Regions from separate parts of the Mus musculus genome. Here region 1 is linked to region 2. A link is a contact called in public HiChIP or PLAC-seq data. All regions are on one chromosome and are shown on one strand. The core of a region is the stretch at or near the end of the contact, and the rest is flanking DNA. Distances in the headings are between cores, read along the strand shown. Region 1 has its middle 36 kb from the start of Gm41259. Region 2 overlaps 5430437J10Rik (RIKEN cDNA 5430437J10 gene).

What was found. HiChIP or PLAC-seq counts read pairs in DNA pulled down with a chosen protein or histone mark.
Region 1: a contact with region 2 is called in an H3K4me3 HiChIP or PLAC-seq map of bone marrow-derived macrophages, with 5 times the contacts expected there. The contact joins two enhancer-like sites. A contact is called at or near these places in 1 of 15 datasets of contacts at CTCF or cohesin (large pre-B cells), 5 of 484 Hi-C or Micro-C datasets (the C2C12 cell line, adipose-derived mesenchymal stem cells, bone marrow-derived dendritic cells and 2 more) and 2 of 115 datasets of contacts at active chromatin or transcription factors (bone marrow-derived dendritic cells and bone marrow-derived macrophages).

The regions. Positions count from the first base shown.
Region 1 is chr15:6,078,369-6,082,699 of GRCm38.p6, forward strand. No RefSeq gene overlaps it. Among named protein-coding and RNA genes, the nearest start is that of Gm41259, 36 kb to the left of the region's middle. Within about 2 kb of position 2,788, at least 37 of the 459 cell types and tissues checked have an H3K27ac peak or open chromatin away from gene starts, as enhancers often do. A contact at or near this core is called in bone marrow-derived macrophages and group 2 innate lymphoid cells, where this site is marked.
Region 2 is chr15:5,513,669-5,517,804 of GRCm38.p6, forward strand. All of the region lies in intron 1 of 5430437J10Rik (RIKEN cDNA 5430437J10 gene), which reads left to right. Among named protein-coding and RNA genes, the nearest start is that of 5430437J10Rik, 19 kb to the left of the region's middle. Within about 2 kb of position 1,288, at least 112 of the 459 cell types and tissues checked have an H3K27ac peak or open chromatin away from gene starts, as enhancers often do. A contact at or near this core is called in bone marrow-derived macrophages and group 2 innate lymphoid cells, where this site is marked.

The DNA of each region.
Region 1 (4,331 bases), core at 1,538-4,037, 570 kb after region 2:
TGATATATTCCCTTAACACTTTAGTGTTGTGATATCTTCAGGAATATCTTCTACAGCTTGGGTGCCATCTATGACTAAGTGAAAGAGATAAAGTAGAGGGTAGTTTACTCCCACAGAATTGTTGAAGAAACCCTCATGGGGTAGAGCTACAGGAACGGAGGCATCCCCTATTAAAGGAACTCAAAACGTTAGAAGCTGGGTTAGGAGATGCTAAAAGCAGAGCGAAAGCAAATACAAAGGTCCTGAACAAAAGACTGAACCTGGTACTTTAAATGTTAGTAAGGTAGTGTGGATGCACAGAAGAGTCAGAGAGAGAACTGTCCTCAGAGTAGTTGGGATGCAGAGTAAAATTATAGGTTTGGGTGAATGCATAAATTTATACGTAGGCTAAATTGTCATAAAAATGCATACAAAAATTTAAGTATAAAGACTTCATGATATTATTAACATTTTTAAGATACAAATTTTGCTTTTCGATGGAAACATACGACACGAAATAATACAGAGGCATGTAGGACCTAAATAAGAAACAGTGATGGATTAGGGAGATTGGGAGAGGAAAGTGGATTTATGTTGGAGGGATAATTAGCAACACTTGCAAACAGGACAGGTTTGCTAGGTATGCATGAGACAGAATTGCGACAGGTACTCGCGTTTGCGTTGGTGCCGGTGCTTTTCTTTCTTTTTTTTTTTTTCAGAGTTTATAAGATATTTTTTAATACCCAGAAACTAATATCGATGATCACAAAACCCTTTGAGGCAAGAGCTTTTATCTTAGCTTTATAAATGCGACTTTATAAATTTTCATGACTTTCTCAGGATCATTGGGCAGATTTTACAATTCGTTACACGCAGTCCAGGATATCTTTTTTTTTTTAACTAGGTATTTTCCTCATTTACATTTCCAATGCTATCCCAAAAGTCCCCCACACGCTCTCTCACCCGCTCCCCCACCCACCCACTCCCATTTCTTGGCCCTGGCGTTCCCCTGTACTGAGGCATATAAAGTTTGCAAGACCAATGGGCCTCTCTTCCCAATGATGGCTGACTAGGCCATCTTCTGATACACATGCAGCTAGAGACAAGAGCTCAGGGGTACTGGTTAGTTCATATTGTTGTTCCACCTATAGGGTTGCAGATCCCTTCAGCTCCTTGGGTACTTTCTCTACCTCCTCCATTGGGGGCCCTGTGTTCCATCCAATAGCTGACTGTGAGCATCCACTTCTGTGTTTGCTAGGCCCCAGCATAGCCTCACAAGAGACAGCTATATCAGGGTCCTTTCAGCAAAATCTTGCTAGTGTATGCCATGGTGTCAGCGTTTGGAGGCTGATTATGGGATGGATCCCCAGATGGACCATCTAGAGACTGCCTGTGCTTTTCAATGAGATGGAAAATACTGAAGAACTCCAATCTGAGGAAAGCATTTAATGTTGAATAGGTAATTTACTGTGGAATCAATGTAAATTGACTAAACATTCCTGTTAAAACATATCTTGTATCGAGTTAAAAGAAATGCTAGAACGTTGAAATTACCAAGGTATAGTAATGTGTCTCTGCCATCATCAGCACTCAGAAAGCCAGTGTATGCTATCCTCCCATACACACAGACAAAAAAAAAAGCAAAAAGATGAAACTAACAAACTCAAAGAAAGTAAAAAATAGATACTGAGATGTGGGGAAGGCATTCCTAGCATATAATTTTATAATCTTTAAGTTTTATCAATGTCATGATTTTGTTGCCATGATAAAAGCACAATGACCAAAGCAACTTATAAAAGAAAGAGTTTATTTTGACCTAGCACTGAGAAGGAAAATCAGTAATGGGAGAGAAAGGCGCCACAGTGCTCAACAAAAGCATGAGGCCTAGAGGGCAACAGAAAAGCGAAAGCTGGACAGCAATGTGGAAATGGAACAAGGAAGGCTAGTTACTCTCAAAGACCTCCCCAGTAAAGCTCTTCCTGCAGTGAGTTTCTTGTCCTGAAACTTCCATGGCGTCCCCCAAAAGCACCAGCAATGGGGACAAAGTGTTAAATATATAAGCCTATGGGGAGAAATCTTCTATTCATGTTACTATATTTGATAAGAAACATTTCATTTACTTGGAAGGATGATAAGGGAGAACATGTTTCCTTGAGGAAGAGTATAAGCTTTATATTTTATATATGCCATCACATACATATATATATGGAGAGAGAGAGAGAGAGAGAGAGAGAGAGAGATGTGTGGGTGTGTGTCTGTATTGCACATGCTCAAGATTTCCTTAAGACAATTATATTTTTTCTTGTCCACATTTGACTTGTGAATGTCTATTTGCAAAACAATACTATATTCAAATCCTAAATTGCATGAATTATAGTGTTAAGTCTCAGATCAGAAATTAAAAGCTATATATGGGTGTGTGACCTAAGTAAATGATGATTTGTTCAAAAGAAAAAATATTATTCAATAATGGGCATGTTCAAGATTACTGTTATTATACTGACTTGGTTTGTGTTTCTGGAGAAAGAAACCACATAAAATGCACAGTTCACTACTGCCCTCTGCTGCACACAGGGCAGAGGAGAGAACTCGGAAGAGTGGCCAGAGAGCTATAGTATTGTGTCCTGACAACACACTCAGGTAGGATCCTGTTTAGTGACCACACTAACTGATCCTGGGTAAAACACACTTACTGAATTTCACTGCAAAAATAGTGTTTCAATCAGATTCATAGTGTGTCTAAAACACCCTCATAACTCAGGAGAAAAGATAGCTAAAATCCAAACAAAATGCTCATGCTGGACAGATCTCCGTGAATGAGTTACTTTTTCATAGACATGGTCTGAAGCCAGAGGGAAGCATCTCATTATTAAGGGGTCAGTGGAGTTCCTCTTTGATGTTTAGTGAATTATTATGAGAAGAACATCCAGAGAACAAAACGTTCCAATGGCAAGTCAATGATAAAATCTTACAGAGGCAGACCAGAGTAAGGCAAATTTGCCTTTTAGAAACTAGGAAGGATTTTCGTTGTTTTGTTTTCAGTTTTGTTTTGGTTTGTGTGGAAGGCTTCCAGCTGAGAGAGAACACTATGTGCCTCCTACCAACAGAAGGCTTGTTACAATGGAAGCAACCCTTAAACCGCATTCTGCCAAACATGCAAACATTCGTCAGCAAACAGGAAGAAGTCACCCAACCTAGTCATGCAAGCTGGCTGTCTTCTCAGGCCTCAAAACTCTCAAGTGCTCACGATGATCTTTTAGCTGACTCAAACAACTTTCTATCGGCTGCTGAACAACAAGTCATTTCGGGCTGGAGTGGAAGGGAAAGGCGAAGAGGCAAACCAAGTAACATAGAGACCATATAACATCACACCATAAAGACAGAAATAGTCTCTTTACGTGGACAAAATAATGTTAGAGCATCTAGTAAAACTAAATATTGTTTAAGTATTATTTAACTCCTGGTTTCCTTTCAGTTCCTAAATGGCTCCCAGTTAACAACATCTCTGGTGCATCTCTAAACAATTTCTTTGTGGGGCTCTGACTTATCTCGTGGTCACCAGTGTAGGACCACTGAATCCTATATGAAAGGTAATTTTGAAGCTGATAAGGCATATTTTGAACGGCAAAATCAGCAAAGCTTTGTTTTGGCAAGTAAAACGATAGAGCATGGGCAAACAGAGCTTTAATGCCACACCAGTTTTCATTTAACTGTTGTTTATCCATATACCAAATTTGCAAAGTTATCCACTGTGCACTTGCCTGTTCAATTGAAACTGCCTCAATGTTTGCAATTTTAGATATTTCCCTTTAAATATTAATGTCCTATTAGACAAATGGCTTGAACATATTTTCATGCATCATGTTGGTTTCCTTTATAAGGTCTACAAGTTGAATTCAAGGCATACTCAGCCTATACACACCACACACACACACACACACACACACACACACACACACACATTTTTTAAAAAAATATCTGGAAATCAAAGCAAAAATAAGCTATACCTTTACATGTAGTAGGATGACTGATATTTAAAGTCAAATTGTACTAACTCAGAAATGTATACTTTACGGAGTCCTATTTAGTTGTTTTGTTTTGCATTGCCTATGCTTTGGGAAATAATATTGGTAAAATCATGCCAAGACCAGTTGTACAGTTGTGCCAGTGTTTTCTTCTAGAATGTTTGTGGTTTCCAGCCCTATAATTAAATCTTCATCCATTTTTTGTTAGCTTGTGTGTATTATATAATCTAATGGTTCAGTTTCATTGTTTTGTATATGAGCTTCATTAGTTTGACAGCTTGCCATTTTCTTATTTTGTATTCCTGGCATCCTTGTTCAGAATTAGTA
Region 2 (4,136 bases), core at 38-2,537:
CTGATATGTATTGGGAAACCACGATTATCTAAGTATTGTTTGTATCTAATCTATGTGTCCACCATAACATGAAGAAAATGCTAAATTGTACCAGTGAATCATCTTCTGTAGTCAAAGTTTAAAACTTTTGTTAGATTCTTTCCTAAAGAGCCAAAGGAGTAAGGAATGAGGATGGGAGCTAGAGAAGGGGTTACAGAATCTACTTTTAAAAAGAACATTTTTACCAGGGGAACTGAGGCTGGAGCATCCTGTGGCCTCAGGAATCAAGGTCAGTTTGACCAACACAGTGGTATTTTGTCTTTCAAAAATTGTGAGACATTGGAAGCTTTAGTTTACTAAATTCAGCAAAGTGGAAACATCTGGTTGAAAACTGAGGGAAAAATCATTCAAGCTTCCAAATTAACAAAAAACCCCTATCGCTCATTAGTCATCAATTATAAAATCATATAAAATGTATGACTTTCTATTTTCCTCTCCAGAATAGAACTAGACCTATCTTGGAATTGTTTATATGCTAAAGTCACTCCTGTTGTTTGAGCACCTCCATGGACTGATGATGTCTGACATCATCAGCTAGCAAAAGCTGAATTGGGCTCATGCATTCTCGCCCCTGAAGTGAAGGGGAAACCATAAAGTGCACGAGAACATGATGATGTAGGTCACAGTGGCTACCCTGGTGAGCTAGAGCATATTTTTATGTCACCAAAAAGCATGAGAAGAATGCACAAAGGAAACAAACCAACCCTGAAAACAAAGGACCGAATGTGTGTCTTTTCTCTCACTGGAGACAGTTCCTTTATGTAATCATCCTTGTGGGCCCCTGTGTGGGTGTAAAGGGACTTCCTGTGAAGACCTACTGCATGAGTTGGCAATTTTTACAATAGTTTTAAAAGATTTTATATGAGAACAAAGACATTACAACGAATAAGTATGACAGTTATTAAATCTTTAGCAATCTATTCACCAAGATGAGCTTATTGCAGTACAAAGTGAAAGGACAAAAAGTTAAAAGAAGGGTGGGTGCTTGCCAGAAAGAAAGAAAAAAGAAATCACACCTCAATACCCAAAGCATCTGAAATTCTCTCTTTTATTTCTGACTTTCTAATTTGTCCGTTTCCAGGGGTCTCAGGGATCTTCTGCAATAAACTTTGATCAGAGAATCTGAAAGTTCACAAATGTTAGAAATAGAAAATACCATGTTCTGTTCTTCCCCCTCAGAGAGTGTCTCATGTGGTGTGTGTGTGATATGCATGCATGTACCTTCAGAGACCAAAAGGGGACTCTGAATATCCTGGAGCTGGAATTTTAGGCATCATTTTTGTGAGTCATTTGGCATGGATCCTTAAAATGGAACTCTATTTCTGTGGAAGAGCAGCAAGTGCTCTTTATCCATTGAGCTGCCTCTCCAACCCCATATATAGCTTTCAGAAGGCCATGCTACACAACCTGCATCAGAAAGTCTCTCTGACAGGCAGTGCTATGTCTTGTCTCTTTAGCTTTTCTTTTCTTGGTGAGCATATCATGGTACATACATAACTAAGGAATCTGCTTTTCACCTAATCACTAAGTTTGGAGTGTGTCAAGGTGTACATGTTTGGGAATTCTTGGTGTTTTAATGTATATACACATCTCAGAGATTGTGTGTTGTTCCTTAATGGATGCACGTTACCTCTGTTTGGTAAGGTTTACTACCAGACTGGGGTTGATAGCTGGCCTTATCTTTATATATCATGTCATGGCATCACCAAATGGGCTCTGAAATACCAGGGAGATTTCTAATGTGGCATTCAATGCTCTTAAAATAAAGGTAAGCTGAAACTGCAGTTTCTCTTAGAGTTAAGAGCCAGTGTTGGTAGAATGTTGTTTCTGCCACATAGTTCATCATAGTGCTTGCAAGATAGAACACACGCATGAGCAGGGGATTAGATCTCACTTTTGCAATGGAGGAATATTTTTAAAATGATGGCCTGCTAGTTAGAAGAAAAATCAGTCCTGACCCTGACTGAGTAGATACCAGCTATTTAAGAACATGCAATCCAAGATGATCTCACCTCAAGGCTGTCATCTTCTACGTGTGGATGGGCTATCCTCCTTTTTTTTTGCCACAAGGAGATAAAAATTATTAGCTTGCTAAAGGTGCACTTGTTAAAGTTAACTTATTGAAGAAAGCAGACACTGAAGTGATGCTAAGCATCCCAAAGCATGTCTTCTGTCCATGTCTCTCAAAGAAGATGGACTATGTCAGTGTTTTCTCCAATAGAAATAAGTTTAGAAGACTTTCTTGACTTGTGACTGTTATCTTACATGGGCATGGTATTCAACTGTCCTCCAAATGCTTAGGTTTATACTCATAGATCAGTGCTGTTCTAAGTCTAAGTTTCTTTTTGCAGCAGGCAACAGCTAGTTTAGAGATCTACAACTAGTCACACTCCAGAGAGTAAATAGTCAGAGAGTGCTTGTTCCTCAACCAGATCTCTCTATTCTACCCATGATGAGGCTCAAGGACCACTGTGGAAGGAGATGGGAGGACATATTTAAGAGCCAGAGTTTGGCATGGAGTGCTAAGAAGATTTCCTATGGGACAATAACATGACTCTGATGCTGAGCCTGATGACCTAGATTTCTTTCTACGATCCATATGGCCAGTAGGGGAGAACCAGTTCCTGTAAGTTGTTTTCTGATCTCTACATATAGTGAACGTGTTCACATGTATGCACAACCCTACACAGTAACACCTCTCCTTATATGCACACACAGAAAATAAAGCATAAAGCAGCTTTAAAAATAATATCTTCTGGACACAACACAGTGTTTGCACGTGTGAACTCACTGCAGTAGTGTTACCCACCTAAGACCTACACAAGACTGGAACCTCACTTTCCTCTAGTACCTGTTGGAGGCTCCTGAGGCTTCACCCCTCACTGAAGGACTACAGCCAGTTAATAGGTTTGGGGGGAAAGAGTTCATTTTCTGTGTCAGTATATCCACTGGTAAGTTGTCTATATTCCAGTTAATGACCCTCCACTCATACCCATTCAAGCAACTATAACTAAATCCATTGGATAAGAAAGAAATGTCATCAAAGTAGGAGGGGCCTTGTTGGAAAGAAAAAAGGTTTCAGGAGACAAAGCAAGAGATAAGAGAAAGAGAAGATAAGATGGGATGGATAAGAAATACATAAGAAGGTGTGAAAATGCCCCCCAAGTTCAGTGTGTACATATACAAAATTGGTGAAGAATAAAAAATAATCTTGGTTTGTATCACACAAAATTTGAGAGAAAATATTGGTGCTTATAATATACAAAGAGAACGTGTATCTTACATGCATGCTGTAATGTTTAAATATATCAAATGTGAAGGGAAATTCACATTGTTGCTAAAGCTGGAGATGTAGCTTTAGTGGCAGATGTTAGGCCTTGGGTTCAATCCGTCACAGAACAAAATTCAATACCCTTCTCAGGTTTCTCTATCACATCAGTATCCTTGTTTGCTAGCAAGGTCAGGAAGATAATGCCTGTATTTGACTTTGCCAAATGGAGAATTCTGGACCCTTCCTATGCTTTGGATCTACTTTGGTGACGGGTTTCATTCTCCATAGGTCTCAGCCATGACTTACCACAGTTGACACTTCTTTCCTGTGTCACATTGGGTATGTCTCTCCCCAGAGCTGATGACTGGTGGTCAAAGCTGCTCTAAGCAGAGGTCATACTGCTGTGGCTAACACCAGCAGTTAAACACACTGCCGCTGCCTGCGAGAGGCCCTTGCACTTCCTTGTTCTTTAAAAAGTCACATTATGTTGTGGGACTAGCTTGTAAAATTTTTGTGGGCAATCAGAAACCCTTGAAGTTTTCACACAGAGAAAGGAAAAGGTTTGCCCCGTGAGAAAGCCAGGGCTGGGTATTTTTGTCCTTTTCTTTCTAGTGCAAGCCGTCTGAGGGAAGATTCTTCATGGCAAAACAGTTCATCAAAACTGAGACCAGGGCTGAAGAATGGTCTGTGCTTCCTGTATTTACTGTTCGCAGTGATGTATGTGTGCGTTTTAGGAACTTTGAACGTCTAGTTGAGTCTGTACTTTTTGTGGCTTGTCTGGGCTCAAATTCACAACCTCATGAAGAGTTATTTTATTGGCTAAAAA